Regions from separate parts of the Mus musculus genome. Here regions 2, 3 and 4 are each linked to region 1. The links are chromatin contacts, called in public promoter capture Hi-C maps. All regions are on one chromosome and are shown on one strand. The core of a region is the stretch at or near the end of the contact, and the rest is flanking DNA. Distances in the headings are between cores, read along the strand shown.

What was found. Promoter capture Hi-C pulls out the DNA fragments that hold promoters and counts their contacts. Capture Hi-C pulls out chosen DNA fragments and counts their contacts.
Region 2: a promoter capture Hi-C map of trophoblast stem cells shows a contact between it and region 1, with 9 times the contacts expected there. The contact joins the enhancer-like site here to the promoter of Cdh23 in region 1. A contact is called at or near these places in 15 of 39 promoter capture datasets (the 3T3-L1 cell line, 3T3-L1-derived adipocytes, the C10 cell line and 10 more), 5 of 484 Hi-C or Micro-C datasets (B cells, bone marrow-derived macrophages, embryonic fibroblasts and 2 more), 14 of 115 datasets of contacts at active chromatin or transcription factors (bone marrow-derived macrophages, craniofacial prominence, embryonic basal ganglia and 7 more) and 4 of 9 other capture datasets (adipose tissue, liver, macrophages and 1 more).
Region 3: a contact with region 1 is called in a promoter capture Hi-C map of stem cell-derived epiblast-like cells, with 4 times the contacts expected there. The contact joins the promoter of Pldi here to the promoter of Cdh23 in region 1. A contact is called at or near these places in 3 of 39 promoter capture datasets (the 3T3-L1 cell line, liver and stem cell-derived epiblast-like cells).
Region 4: a promoter capture Hi-C map of adipose tissue shows a contact between it and region 1. The contact joins the promoter of Unc5b here to the promoter of Cdh23 in region 1. A contact is called at or near these places in 9 of 484 Hi-C or Micro-C datasets (all in embryonic stem cells), 3 of 115 datasets of contacts at active chromatin or transcription factors (all in embryonic stem cells) and 1 of 9 other capture datasets (adipose tissue).

The regions. Positions count from the first base shown.
Region 1 is chr10:60,694,794-60,698,312 of GRCm38.p6, forward strand. It overlaps Cdh23 (cadherin 23 (otocadherin)), which reads right to left and starts at 1,697. Exons shown (of 71, transcript NM_023370.3): 1 at 1,507-1,697.
Region 2 is chr10:60,460,665-60,464,043 of GRCm38.p6, forward strand. All of the region lies in intron 15 of Cdh23 (cadherin 23 (otocadherin)), which reads right to left. Among named protein-coding and RNA genes, the nearest start is that of Gm17455, 63 kb to the left of the region's middle. Within about 2 kb of position 2,002, at least 2 of the 459 cell types and tissues checked have an H3K27ac peak or open chromatin away from gene starts, as enhancers often do. A contact at or near this core is called in trophoblast stem cells, where this site is marked.
Region 3 is chr10:60,936,109-60,939,471 of GRCm38.p6, forward strand. It overlaps Pldi (polymorphic derived intron containing), which reads right to left and starts at 2,024. Exons shown (of 3, transcript NR_033616.1): 1 at 1,822-2,024. It overlaps Gm26947 (a long non-coding RNA gene), which reads left to right. Exons shown (of 4, transcript XR_001779779.2): 2 at 1-177; 3 at 270-1,854; 4 at 3,113-3,363.
Region 4 is chr10:60,830,187-60,833,659 of GRCm38.p6, forward strand. It overlaps Unc5b (unc-5 netrin receptor B), which reads right to left and starts at 1,395. Exons shown (of 17, transcript NM_029770.3): 1 at 901-1,395. The coding sequence starts at 979.

The sequences.
Region 1 (3,519 bases), core at 447-2,946:
TCATACACACATTCGCACTCATATACACTCACACACTTATACACACTCATACACACTCACATACACACTCATATGCACTCACCCACACTTATACATACATACTCATATACTCACACACTCATATAACACACACTCACATACTCATACACACACACACACACACACACTTACACACTCATACTCACACACACATACACATGAGCATGTGCTGAAATGTTAAGGAATGGCTGCTAATACATACAGTCATACTATACACATCATTCTAGAACTTGCTTTTGTTTTGTAGCTTTGTCTCTATTGTCACACAGTGAACCTGTCCCCTCGTTACATCTGCATGTGTTCTAGTAGAGGACAGCTAGGATAAAACATCGATCTGCCAGGTCCCATATGGCTTTCCTGGTCTCAGGTATGGAGCTGGCCAAAGAATGAACAACAGGTCAGGGAGAAGGCAGAGCCCATGGGGACTGAGGGACACTGGGCAAGGCCTGCTCTTGTAGGCTCAGAGTCTCCCGCTAACTACACACAGAAACCAATTGCCCTTTATAAAAGAAGAGCGGGCTGAGTATAGTAGCACACACCTGTAATCCCAGCTATTTAAGAAGCTGAGGCAGGAGGATCACGATCCAAAAGTTAGCTTGGGCTGCCAATGAGTTCAAGGCTAGCCTTGATAATTTATCAAGATGTCGTCTCAAAGTAAAATTTAAAAGAGCTGATAAAGATAAAGAAAGATAAATCTTTATCATTGAGCATGGAAAGGTCTGGGTTTGAACCCCCAGTGCAGCAAACACAAAACACAAAAACACAAACAAAAACAGAAACAAAAAAGTACACCCTGGAGCAGACATCTGGGCCTCCTCTGGGCCATACTGCATCACACCACCTGAGAGAAGAGCCACTTCCATTTTAGCCAGGTTGTAAAGAACAGGAAGCGTGCTACGGAGCTCTAGATGTGGCTCAGAGAACAGAATTCAGTCTGACTCTGCCACAATCTGTCTGAAGGACCCTAAGCAGGTCACACACTCACCCAAGCCTCCTCATCATCAAGAATCATGGAGTGGAAGGTTGGGGGGGGCGGTGTCTTTCCTGCTTAGGGAGGTCTCAAATCATCTCATACTCTCAGAATCTTCTCAAAGAAGTTTAAGAGGGTTGCATCAACAAGCTCACTCAAGCTCTCCACAGCTCTATGATGCTGTGGCTTATAGTACTGTCCCCATTTCGCTGATGAGATCATTGAGGCCCAGTGGCTATTAACTGGACTGTAGGTAAGATAAATGAAGTGGAGGCTTCTGTAGCCCCAGATGTTAGCTTTTTACTCCCATGGGGGTCCAGTGGTCACGGGACAGCTCCCAAGGATAAAGACCTAGGGTGTCTTCATTTTGGAGCCATAAACCTATAGACACACAGAAGCAAGCGAGGGATGGCGGAGGTCGAGGGAAGGCATTCACAGGCTCCCAGCTGGTTTACTTAGAATGTTGGGTGCACACACCTCTTCTGTCCCCCACTTACCTGGCCACAGCTGCTCCGGCATGTCTCCCAACCAGCCCCCAGGAGGCTAAGCACCACGGGCAGGTGCATCTCAGGCACTATGGGGCATGAGGAAATGTACTACAGGTACTGGGAAGTGGTTGGTAGGAGTCTGAGGCTAGGTAGTGAGGCTCATAGTCATCCCTCACCAACTCTCCTCTGTGAGCCAGTGTGAGGTCCATGAGGATGAGCAGGAGAGGCTGGGCGTGATGGATGAGTGAGGACACATGGACCACCATTATGAGGAAACATAGACAGGAAGAGCCAGCATCCAGGCAGACATGCCATAAGAGCCCGCCACTGTCCATGGGGATCGTCCTGACCACTCCTGGCTGGAGGTACCTGCCTTGGACAAGGACATCCCATCAAACTCTCCTAATGTTCTAGAAATAAAACACCCGCACTCTGCAGGCGAGGAAAGGGCTGCGGACCAAGAGCCTGGGGCTACAGGCTTGTAATCTCAGCCACTCAAGAGTCTGGGGCAAGAAGACCATCAAGTAACCCCAGGCACCTTAGCAAGTCTCACCTCAAAACAACAAAAAGGGTCGAGGTTGCAGCTTGCTGTTAGGCTCTGGGCTCAATCCCCAACTCTGGGGGGAAAAAAAAAACTTAATTGTATAAGCTGGCCATGGCCAAGGACCAACCAAGAAGTAACATGTGATCCCAAATCACCCTAAGGAATCTCCCCAGATCCCGCCAGCCCTTTTTCTGACAAAGCCAAGTAGCTTTGGAAGAAAGCGGGGAAGCTGCTGTCCAGAGGCATCCGGGAAACTTAGAAGATACTGCCACCTGATGAGGGTTACCCAGGGCACAAAGGCTCCCAGTCCCCAGGGGAGTCCAGATCTGCAGTGCAGAGCACCACCTAGAGGCGGATCTCAGCACAGCACCCCCCTCCAGGCTGGGTGGAGAGCGGGCAAGAACCCCACAGAAATGTGGACCAAAACCACACCCTGCTGGTGTCCCCAGTGCCACCTGTCCCTCACTCTCTTCCCAAACCACCAGGTTGCCTGATTCCAGACTCACTGGGCCTGTGTCCCTAGCCCTGTCTCTAAATATGAACTGAAAATCACCTAAGGCTTAGGAACTGAGGTGGCTCAGCTGTGTGACGCTGGGCAAGTTGCTGCCTTTATCTGAGCCTCAACTCCTCCTCTGGTTATACTGGGTAGAAGAGAGGACAGATAAGTCTGGCTTTAAACTGAAACCATAACAATTAAGGTTAATTAACCTCTGTGTGCCTCGGTTGCTCATCTGGAAAATGGGTTGATGACCCAGTTATTTACTCTCTTCCATCAACCAAAGAAGAGCTTGGCTCCTGGGAGTGCCCTGTGAATGTTCCAGATAATCCCTACAGCCCATACTCTGGCTGTGGACTCCGTACCAGCCAAGAGCCCTGGTGGGTAGGACAGTACTCTCACTGAGGCCCACGAAGTGTCTAGGGGAGGGCTCCTACCCCTCCTACCCTCTCCTCTCACCTCATACTGATGCCTTGTGGACACAGTAAGCGCAGATCTCCTCAGATCTGCAGTCTACAACCACAGAAGATGATGATAACCACCCCAATTAAACTTCTGGGGAACTAGAAACAGGTGCCCTGCGCCCCAGCTCACCCCAGGCCCAGAGAGAGGAAGCAGCAACTGCAAACTCCCCGGAGCATTAGAGGGTCAGCTGAGGCAGGGGTTCCCCTCTCCTCCCTGACAGAGACATGCAAACCAGCATGGGGACAGCCCCGGCTTCGGGCTTTATAGGTGTTGTGTTTCTCTGCGTGAGGGTCAGTTTCATCATTTGTGAAATGTGGGTGTGACCCATGGTCTCTTCCTTGGATGTAAGAAAAAGCTCCCAAATGTCCTCCATCAATGGTGGCCTGGGGGTGCAGCGCTTGCATAGCACATACAAAGCCCCAGGGTCTATCCTCAGCACCGCATAAACCTGAAATGCTGTCACGCACCTGTAATGCCTGGAGAGTGAAGGCAGAAGTGTCACCAGATCAAGGATAGC
Region 2 (3,379 bases), core at 752-3,251, 230 kb before region 1:
TTTTCCAAGCTTCCAGACCAGAGGCTGGAGAGAGAGGAGCAGGGCAGATGAGAGGCCCCAGAGCCAGTGGGAGGGATGGGCTTTGGTAGGGTGGGAGGTGCACCTTAGAGCTGGGAGTGAGACTAGCCAGCCAGGATGCTACCCCTGCCTCTGGGGCTGAGTGAAATGGAACAGAAACCCTTCCTTGCATGTCACTGGGGACCAGAGGCTCAGTGACTGCATTGCTGGGGCAGGACCAGGATGTCAAGGGAAGCACCTAGCTCACTAGGTGCTGTGGGAAGACTCTGCTCTTAAGTGTGAGCTGAGAGTCGGCTGAACCTCTCCACTCCCCTTTACAACCGCCCTCCTCAGCAGGAAACATCCCCAGGACTCAGAGGAAGAAGTTGAGGTCTCATGGCTTATCACTACCAAGTCTGCCATGGTAGACCTAAGGCTCTCAGGGTAGCAGATAACCCAACCATAATAGAAGACGCTATGTGTCCACTTTGTACCATTCACACTCTGGCACCACCCTGGTGGCCAAGATGGCACCTCATTCTCACAGTGTAGGAAAGGCAGCAGAGTCCCAGAGAAAGTGGCCTGTGACCAGAAAGTCTAGGTCCTCCTGGGTGACTTAGGGACAAAGATCACAGTAAACTCATCTGGGTGTACTGGAAGAAGGAGTGGGATAGGAGCCTGCCTTTGCCTCCTTGAGGCCTGTCTTCCCATAGCTGGGAGGTGGTACTCTGCTCTGCACAGGGTTATAATGACTCTCCTAGTCAGTCAAACGCCTCCCACAGGGAACCTGCAAGGGCATGAAAGCTATGTGACCACACTACCTGAACATCAGTCCAGTGGGCATCCTGGAGTAAATGTCAATTTGCAAGAAGAGAGACATTTGAGGGCTCTGGCCTCGAAGAAACAGGACTCCAGCCCCCTGCATACCACTCCCCTCACCACAGGCCCTTTGCACATGCCATTCTCCCTCTCCGGGATGTCCTCCCCTTTCCTCAGTTATCTGCTAATGTCTACTTTAGTGTCACTTTCTCAGAGAAGAATTTCTTGACCCTAATGAAGGTCAGGTGCCCAGCATCCATTTCTAATGCTGATCTGGTCTCCGTCACAGAGAGTAATACTGAACACAAACACTCGTTTCCCAGTGCAGGTTCTTCCAGGGCAGGGTGAACTCCCAACACCCCATACACTGACCACAGGGCCATGTGCCTAGCATGTAGCCAGCGGTCAACAGAGATCTGTAGAATGAATGAGTGGCTACATTCACCCTAAACCTCTTCTTTCCCACAAACCCTACCAGGCCCTTCTGAGACCCTGCCATCCCCCATCCCAGGAGTCTCCTACCATCCCAGGAGATTTCCTTATACAGACGGTTTCAGCCACTCTGAGATTCCTGTTTCCCTGGACACAGTCCCATGCCTTCCCAACTGTCTCTGCTCTGGCTCCACAGGTAGAAATTCTCCTGATGGTACCTGATGGTACTGAGGGTCTGCCTGGGGTGAGCCTATAGACTGTTCTCAGGGATCTGCAGTGTCCTCCTTGGCTCCTCTCTGTCCTCGGCTCTGAATGTGACTGAAAGGGATCAGAGGTCCAGCACAGTCCCTCTGTGGGTCTTTGTTCAAGATCTGAGGCCACTTAGTAGGTCTGGGGCTCTGAGCAAGCCACTTCCCCACCCACCCCCACCTTAGTTTCCTCATCTGGAAAAGGACAATGACGGACTTAGCAGGTAGGAATCAATGGCCATATTATGTGTTGGTTACAGTGAGGCTGCAGTTATGTGGCCGGGGCAGGAGGACTGCTACTGAGGCAGTAAGAGACCAAAGGACACAGGACTTGGTCCTCAGAGGCTGTCCCAGGCATCCCCATCACCCCCTGTCCCCAGCACAAGTGCTCCAGGCACTAGGTCTGGCGGCAGCTCCAGCCAAGCACATGCAACATACCTTCATTGTTTCACAGGTGATGTGCTGGGGGGGGGGGGTTAGCACGGGGGAAGGGACATTCCTGAGTGATGACCCAAGCAAGCATCCAGAACTGGGCTCAAGGTCATACTCTGACCTCAGGGTCCTTGGAGAGCCCTGGGCTCCAAAATCCCAGCCAGCAGAGAAATAAGAGACCCGGCTCCATAGGTCCATATAGGATCCCCAGACCGGTGGCGACAGCTAGCTTCCCTGGCTACTGTCATGCCATGGCTTCCCCTGCACAGGTGGCAGGGTGGGGGGCTGGGCAAGCCCCTGGCTGCAGTCTCTGCTCAGCCTGTGGTGCAAATTAAAACATCTTCCTTTTTCTTTATAATTTTTTCCTGACACAACTGCCCATGAAACATTTTAATAACACCGTGGAAAAGGTCAGGGAGAAGGAATTTTACGGTCTCTGAGCAGGCAGCTGTAATGGTGGCCCCTTCTGAGCTGCACAAAGGGAAGTGGGGACTTAGATCTAGAGGGGGCATGGCCAAGATGGCCAGAAGGCCAGAAGGCTATGGGTGGGGCTAGAATGTAAGGATGGAGGTCGGGCTGTGGTCAGGGAACCTGCCACCTGCCCAGAGCTGGGCAGCACCTTGGGGTGACAGAGAGTTGACAGTTGTGGGAGACACCCGTGGCTGCATTTGTAACCTCTGTTTCCACAGCTTTGGGTGTCGGTCATGCCCATTATGCAGATAAATTTAGGGAGGACATGAACGCAAGCTTAGAGGGACAGGGACAGAGCCGCCCTCAGCAAAGGTCTGAGACTGAGGTCCATGGCTTAGCACCATGTCTAAGAGCCCCACAGCTTCATGGTTCCACAGTCCTGGCGTCGGGGTGGTGGGGCTGGGATGGGGAAGCGTGAAGGCAGCAGCTGGCCATATTGGACAGCCACGTGCAGACACCATCAGCAGCCCCAAGAAAGGCAGGGAGGAGAGGGAACAGAACTAGAGATGAGGTTAGGTCGGTCTGTAGCAAGCTCAGGACTGTTGATGTTCTGGGAACAGTTAGCCTGAAGGGCTTAACTCATGTTCGCCAGAGACTGATAGACTCTTCGGCTCATGCTTCAATCTCAGCCCTACAGTATTCCAAGCTGGTCCGCCAGCTACAGCACTGGTTCTCAACCTGTGGGTCAAGACCCCCTTGGAGGTCAAATGACCCCTTCACAGGGGTCATAGATCAGAGATCCTTCATATCAGATGTTTACACTAGGATTTATAATATTAGCAAAAGTAGTTAGAAAGTAGCAACAGAGTAATTTCAAGGTGGGGGGGGGCACCACAATGCTAGGAACTGTATTAAAGGGTGGCAGCATTAGGCAGGCTGAGAACTGCTCATCTACAAGAATGTCCAATACAAACAGAATTCTGCTCCCAGCAAGGACTCCAGGAATGAGTGTCCTGATACCACCCAGCCTGGATCACACA
Region 3 (3,363 bases), core at 774-3,273, 240 kb after region 1:
CAACAGTGGGCCGAGGCTATTGCATTCAATCGGGCAGGTTGTTTACTGAACAGGGAACAGTGCTTTTGGCGGAGGAGCTGCTAGGAAATGAATCCAGCCTCACTGAACTGCCAACCCCGGGCTTTCCAGGATGGGACTGAATCTGCCCAGAACATAAAGACATCGTGTGGACCAGTGGTGGGTGCCTTGAGAGGGCTTTCCTATAGGGCTGCTGCCAGCCTCAGTTTCCTGCTTCATAATAATCCCTTTCCTCAAATGTATCCCTCAAGGGACATGGGACCAGTGAGCGGCAGAGAAAAATCGATAGACTACAAGCGTGCGTGGAGTGCCTGGAAGATAAGCTTTGGGACAAGGGGAGCAGAGTGCTTTCTTCATAATAGCAGTGGGGATGGAGAGGGCTCAGGGTGTCTAGTCGGGAGGGAGGGATGTGTGTGACAGCCACTTGTGGACCTTGGCGTTTAAATCTGTCCCCTCTTGCTGGCCTGATTTCTCAGGTCACCCAGTGCCTGCCCTGGCGATTGGCCCTCACGGCCTTCAATGATTCCTGTTCATCTCCCTCCACCGGATCAATCACAGACCCACAAACCCTTCTTCAGTGCAAAGCCTGTGAATGTGCAGCTTAGGTCCAAGCCTGGCTCCATCCCCACACTTGTCTCTGCTCAGCATCCCTTCCAGACTTCCATTTCCAAGCATGGTCCTGCCTGTGCTGCCGGGGCCAGCCCGCCCCTCTGGATGGTGCAGCCTGGAGTCATACACAAGCACCTGCAGATTCCCCTACCCCCCACCTCCTCTCTGAAGGAGCCCAGATAAAACAGAGCTAATCCACCCCGGGAGAAGGGCTCTGTGCCTGCGGGGACCCAGGCACAAATTGGGATGTCCTGCCGCATTACTTCTGCTGAGCTGGACATCAACATCTCACCTCCGCACCCAGGCAAGCCGGGGACAGCCAAGGGAGTGGAAAGGCGGTGGGGGAAGGGACCAAGCAGCCACCAGGCCTCCATCAAAGGCGATGGAGAGAGAGCAGCCCAGCCAGAGAGGATTTTTAATGACCCCAAATCCTGGCACCTCATTATGACTCTGATAAGGTGATGGGGCTGTCACTTCCAGATGCAGCCAAGGGCTCCCCAGAGAAATTTTCCTGCCTTCCTGCTAATCTTCTTATAAACATTGTTATTTATTTTCCCTTATTTTATCCGACATGTGTCAAGCAGCCCCTGCTAAGCCTGTGACATCTCCAGGGAGACCAGAGGAGGTTGGCCTGTCACTCCCCCAGTCCTGCCCCCTTCCCAGGCCCTATTCTCTAGCCCAACACATGGGGGCCTGGACGGATAATTTTCCGATGTCTCTAAGAGTTTGGACTGGGCCAGAACTGGGCAACTGGGATCTAGGTGTTGAGTTAGCAGGTCACAGGCCATGCCAACCGGGGCTGGTTCCAAAGGAAATGTGTGTGTGTCGTGGACAGTATAGTTCGTCAACCAGCTGCTCTTGAAGCCTCAAGCTTGCTCTGGGTGTTCTTGGCTAATACCCAGAGTGGCCATCGATGTGTGTGGCTCTGACAGAGGCTGCCCTGTCTTAGGCACTGTAGTAAGCATTCCAGTCTCCCGTTGTTCCTCAGCAAGGAAAGCAAAGGCCAGGGAGGGGAGACTGTACACGCAGGCTTGGCAGCCCAGGCTGCAGAGGGGCTGCTCTGCTCACTCTGGCTTTTTCTCTGGTGCTCGATGCAGGGCCAGTGTTGTGTTTCCTTCACAATTCCCAGGGACCATCTCCCTCCAACCCTCCATGAACCCAGGACAGGAGTAAAGCCCAGTATCTGCATTCTACCTTTAGTGCATGGAAACAGGCCAAGAAGAGAAGGTATGTGGGTCTCTCAGGGTCACACTGCCAGGGCAAGAATCCAGGTCTGAGATCTCTCTGGAAGGCTTAGGGACAGTTGCTAGAGAGTGCCACCAGGAATCTGTCTGGTGTTTTGTGGTGTTGGGCTTCAACAGGACTTCTGCCCTCTGTGTTGCTCCGTAGCCTGTGGTGATGCTGGAAGGCCTCAGAACTTCCATAAGACATGGAACATTCTAGAACAGTGGTTCTCAACCAGCAGGTCGTGACTGCTTGGCAAACCTCTATCTCCAAAAATATCCACATCGAGATTCATAAAAGTAGCAAAAGTACAGTTATGAAGTAGCAATGAAAATAATTTAATGGTTGGGGGTGGGGGCTCAGCATTGGATGAGGAACTGTAGTACAGTGGAACCCTAATGGTGGAACCATTAGGGAGGTTGAGAACCACTATTTTAGAAGGTCTACAACCCCAGCCTACCCTCAATGTTTGTGCTACATACACACATCCCCTTCGGAACCAGGTCTGGTTGGCAACAGTCTGTGATGTAATTCAATATGACCCCAGCAGCGTTCTGGCTGGCTCACAGTGGGGCTCTGGTCTTGCTGTTGCGGATGGTAGCAAGTACAGTAGTTCCTTGTCTTGTTGCTGTGTTAAAATGCCTGGCACAAGCAGTTCCAGGAGGCAAGGCATTATCTTGGCCCACTGCTGCAGAGGACAGGCTGTCACAGCAGGAAAGGCAAGGTGGCTGAAGGGTGGCGTGGTTGGTCACAATCAGGAAGCTGAGAGACATGCTTGCTGCTATCCAGACCGCTTCCTCTTCTCATTCACGACGCCATCCAAGTATTAGTGTTACTCATGTCTAGGGTAGATCCTCCAACTGCAACGAACCCCATCTGGAAACCCCTCAAACACATGCCAGTAGGGTATGTAATACCTAGAACAAACCTGTAAGCCCCACCTGCCCAAGGAGCAGGTAACCTCCTGGAATGCTGGGAGTTGTAGTTCTTGATAACAAAAGCCTCATGGGAAAGTACGGAGGCCTATAAGTTTGTCTTTGTAACCACCACCACACGTAGGTTTGTGGCCGCCGCTGCCACCACCACGTGTCTCAGGACGATTCAGCTGGGAAATTCCAGAGAGTAGTTTTGACCAAAGTCCTTCTCTTAGTCAGTATTTAATATTTAATAAAGATTTGGACTAATTTAATAAAAAATTGCCCCAAAATGGTGGAATTGGTTTTTGTCGGGTGAATCTCAGGATTAATCATTTATTTCCTAGGTGATTCTGACAGAATTAGCCTTCCCCGTGACTAACGCTCACCGAGTTTTAGGGAGCCTCCTCACAAAGGATCTGGCACCCCATTCTACAGATGAAGCAACTGAGGCCTTTAGAGATGTGCCATCCACCCATAGTCACAAGGCATCAGCGACAGAGCAGCCTGGACCCTGTGACCACAGTCCCCACACAGCCAGAGTCACAAGAAATTGCCATGACTTCTGGCCTTCACCTATGTTCACCCTCTCCAGTTC
Region 4 (3,473 bases), core at 145-2,644, 140 kb after region 1:
TCGGGAGTCGATTCACCCTAACGGCAGTTCACCTGCTTGGGTACCAGAGAGGTTGGTGCGAGTGTCTACTTTTCCTTCCAAGGAAGACGCAGCCCACTTTGCAACGCCCAGCCGAGCTACTACAGAGCCAGCAAGACACTTCCATCTTCGCGATGAGAGGAGAATCGGGGACTTTATAAACTTAGGAGTCCACCAAACCCTCTTAAGAGCATCTTTACTGGGTCCAGGTGCAGTGCAGAGGCGAGCTCACCTGGACACTGAGAATACCAATAACCTATTGAAAATAGGCAAAGTCGAAAGGAGATACATTACGCCCCTCCACTCTCTGCCAACACTCACCCCCAAACAATCCACCAACCACGAAACCTTTTCATACCCGCCCGCGCCGCACCTCCGGAGATCACGGTGTACAGGAGTCGGCCCCTCCCCCTTCAGTAGCTTAAAGCCTTCGGGCCTCGGCTCCCCAAAGGCCGAGAAGAAGCGCTTCCAGGGTTCCGCAGTATCCTGCTCTCTGTCCGCGACCCTCAGAATGCTGCGCGTGCAGCCCGCGGGAGCCTGTACTCAGACCTAAGTTGCAGGCGAACCGCAGAGAACACACACCTGGCCCTGGCAGTGACAGTTTTTCCGTGATAGTCAGGGGTCACTTGGAAGTGAATCAGACCCCATTCCACGGGAAGCAACTATCCCTTGGAGGCAGGAGCAGGGAGCTTCGAGCTTACGTGGCACCCCAGGTGGCCACGCGTCGCCCCCTCTCCCGAGCACCGAAGCTGCCTTTTAACTTGGACGCGTCCACGGCGTTCTCGGAGCGCAGTGACTCCGCCAAGAACCACCCGAACTTGCAGTTGGACGCTGAGACGCGCCAGGACCGCATCCCTGTGTTCCACTCCCTCTCGCACCTACCTGCTAGGCTCGGTGTCGGATCCCAGCAAAGCAGCAGCGCCAGCAGCAGCGCGCTCCGCACCCCGCTCCGGGCCCTCATGCTCCTGTCCCCCGGCCCGGGCGCCTCTCCCTCGGGGTTCTTTCCCGGTCCCCAGCCTCGCCGCCTTCGCCTTCGCCGCCGCCTCGCCGTTCTCGCAGGCGCCCGGCAGCGCCAGCCCGTGCCCTCCGTAGGCGCAGAGGCAACCGCGCAGCGCCGGGAGGCCGCCCGGCGACTAGGAGCGCTCCGGGAGTCGGACGCCGCTGGGGATCCCGGCTCTGGTGCGCCCTTTCCGCGCTCTCCCGCTGCGAGCGCCGTCCGCGCCCTGCTCCGAAGTTGTGCGATCCCAGTGGAGTGCGCTCAGCGGCGCTCGTAGCGGCCGCGCCGCGAAGTCTGTCCGAGTGGGGTGTGTGCTTCCCTCTGCGCCCTGCCGCTCCCCGCGGCTCCGCGCCCTCGCCCGCCCTGCCGCCGGCCACAATGCCCAGCGCCGCCGCGCGCTCGCCCTAGAGTCAGCGGGCCGGGGCGGGGCCTCACGCGATAGAAGGCGGGGCCTGGAGGACGGGGGCGGAGCCACGGGGCCCAGCGAGGGGGGGTACCCTACCGCTGTGTAGGCGCGGCCGAGTTGGGGCCTTATCAGAGGGGATCCTTGAAGAACGCAGGATCCAAAGCACCGGAAAACCGGTCCGCTGAAAGCGGCGGAGTCTACCGGATTTTCTTTCCAAAAATAAAGGAAATAAACATTCGTACACTTCTTAGCTTGGGTGTGAATCAGCTTTCGCTTTTGATTCGGTCTCAAAAGGGGATGGGGGTGTTTAAGAAAAAATGTCAAACACTCAAGTCCTGGTGGAGCGGGGGATGTAGTTGGGGAGTTCCAGCTGTGGATATTTGGGCATGAGTTAGGATCGTGATTGGTTCTGTTTTTCTCCTCGACCCAGGACAGAACTCTTTACGTGGGATCCGGAAGGATGGCTCATCCTAGGATATGGTGAACCAGTCCAATTGAATAAAAGGACGTGTGTGGGGAGGGAACCTGCTGCTGTGTTTTGCTCCGAGCACAAACTTGGTTCTGGTTCTGCTCCTTAAGCGCGTGACCTTGAAGGAGCTGCTTAGCTGTCTCCATCACTGTCACCTGTGAAATGGGGAAGAATGATGTTAGCTGTCTCATAAGGGGTTGAGGAGCAGAATGTGGGAAATAGGTAGAAAGTGGGGGCACAAATGGTGGCATCCCTTCCCAAGGTTCTTGAAGGAAGTCCTTGTCACCCAGAGGTGGGCCCATAAGCTTACGTGACCAGAGGAGACTTGGGAGATGTCTGTGCATCCGCTCACAGGAAGCTCACAGCACTTCCATGTGGGAGCCCACTAACGGGCTAATTCCATAATGCTATAAAGAAGCAGCCCCTACCCCTTATCTGCTGACCTCCTAAGCTTTTCCTCTTTGCAGATCTGGATCAGCCCTCTTCTTCAGGAAGAGAGCAGCCTAGCCAGGTTCTGAAGTCGGGTAGGAGGGTAGAAGGGTGGGAGGGTGGGAGGTATCCAAAAGAACCTAGTATTCCCAAGTTTTTCCTAGATTGGAGAAGAAAGGTTTGGGAGCCATAGTTGCTGACTAAGAGGTTGGTGGTGTGAGGGCAGAGAAGCAAGAAGATCCATGCTAGCTGTGTTTGGGGGAGAGGGAGGCAATGAAAGCGGGATTTCTCGACACCCCCTCTATCCCAACTCCACAAAATGAAGACTGGAGATCTATAGAAGGCTGTGGCTATAGGTGACGCCCCACATCATGGCTGGCCACCCAGGCCCAGTAGGGTGAATCCGGGTGGAGTGAACGCCCAAGGCAGGACTTTGGTTTCTGTGGGCAAAGGTAAACGGGCTATTTTTATCCTGGCCTGGAACAGCATGAGCAACAGCAGTGGCTGAGCACACCCAGCCTGTTCCACCCATTCCAGACCGCAAGCACGCAGCGATACACGCCCCTCGGACAGTTACACATACCTGCAAAGGAACACACAAGTAAATACACAACAGAGACGCACAGGTGCAAGATGACCTTTCCTGAAACACCCTGTGTACAAACAGACATCCACCTAGAAAAACACCCATAGACCAAAGCCTGTGAGATTAAAAACCCCAAACATAGCTCCAGGCGCACACACAGAGACATCTGACTGGAAAGGCAAACAGGTATTTGGATATTTAAAGACTGGCAGGAAACACCCGCCTGGGATGCCTGGGTACCAACACTCACATCCCATGTTCAGACCGGAGACCCGGTCGATGAGGTCAAGGGTGCTGTGCCTGAGAGCTCAGTGGATGCCTCAGGTTCACACTCCCCCACTGGGATAGAAAGTGTTTTTCTTTAGACATTGCTTAATTCCTTCTGGGGTGAAAGGGGTGCAAGAATATTAAGTATTTCCCTTCTTCCTACCTAGCCCCTACCCACCCTTCAGTCTGGAAGTTCTATTTTAAAAAAGCAAAGGCGACTTTATTCTAATTAACTCACAAATAAAAGCATCACACAGCTAGCTCACGGCAGCCACTCTAACCCTTGCGCCATTGCTTCTGG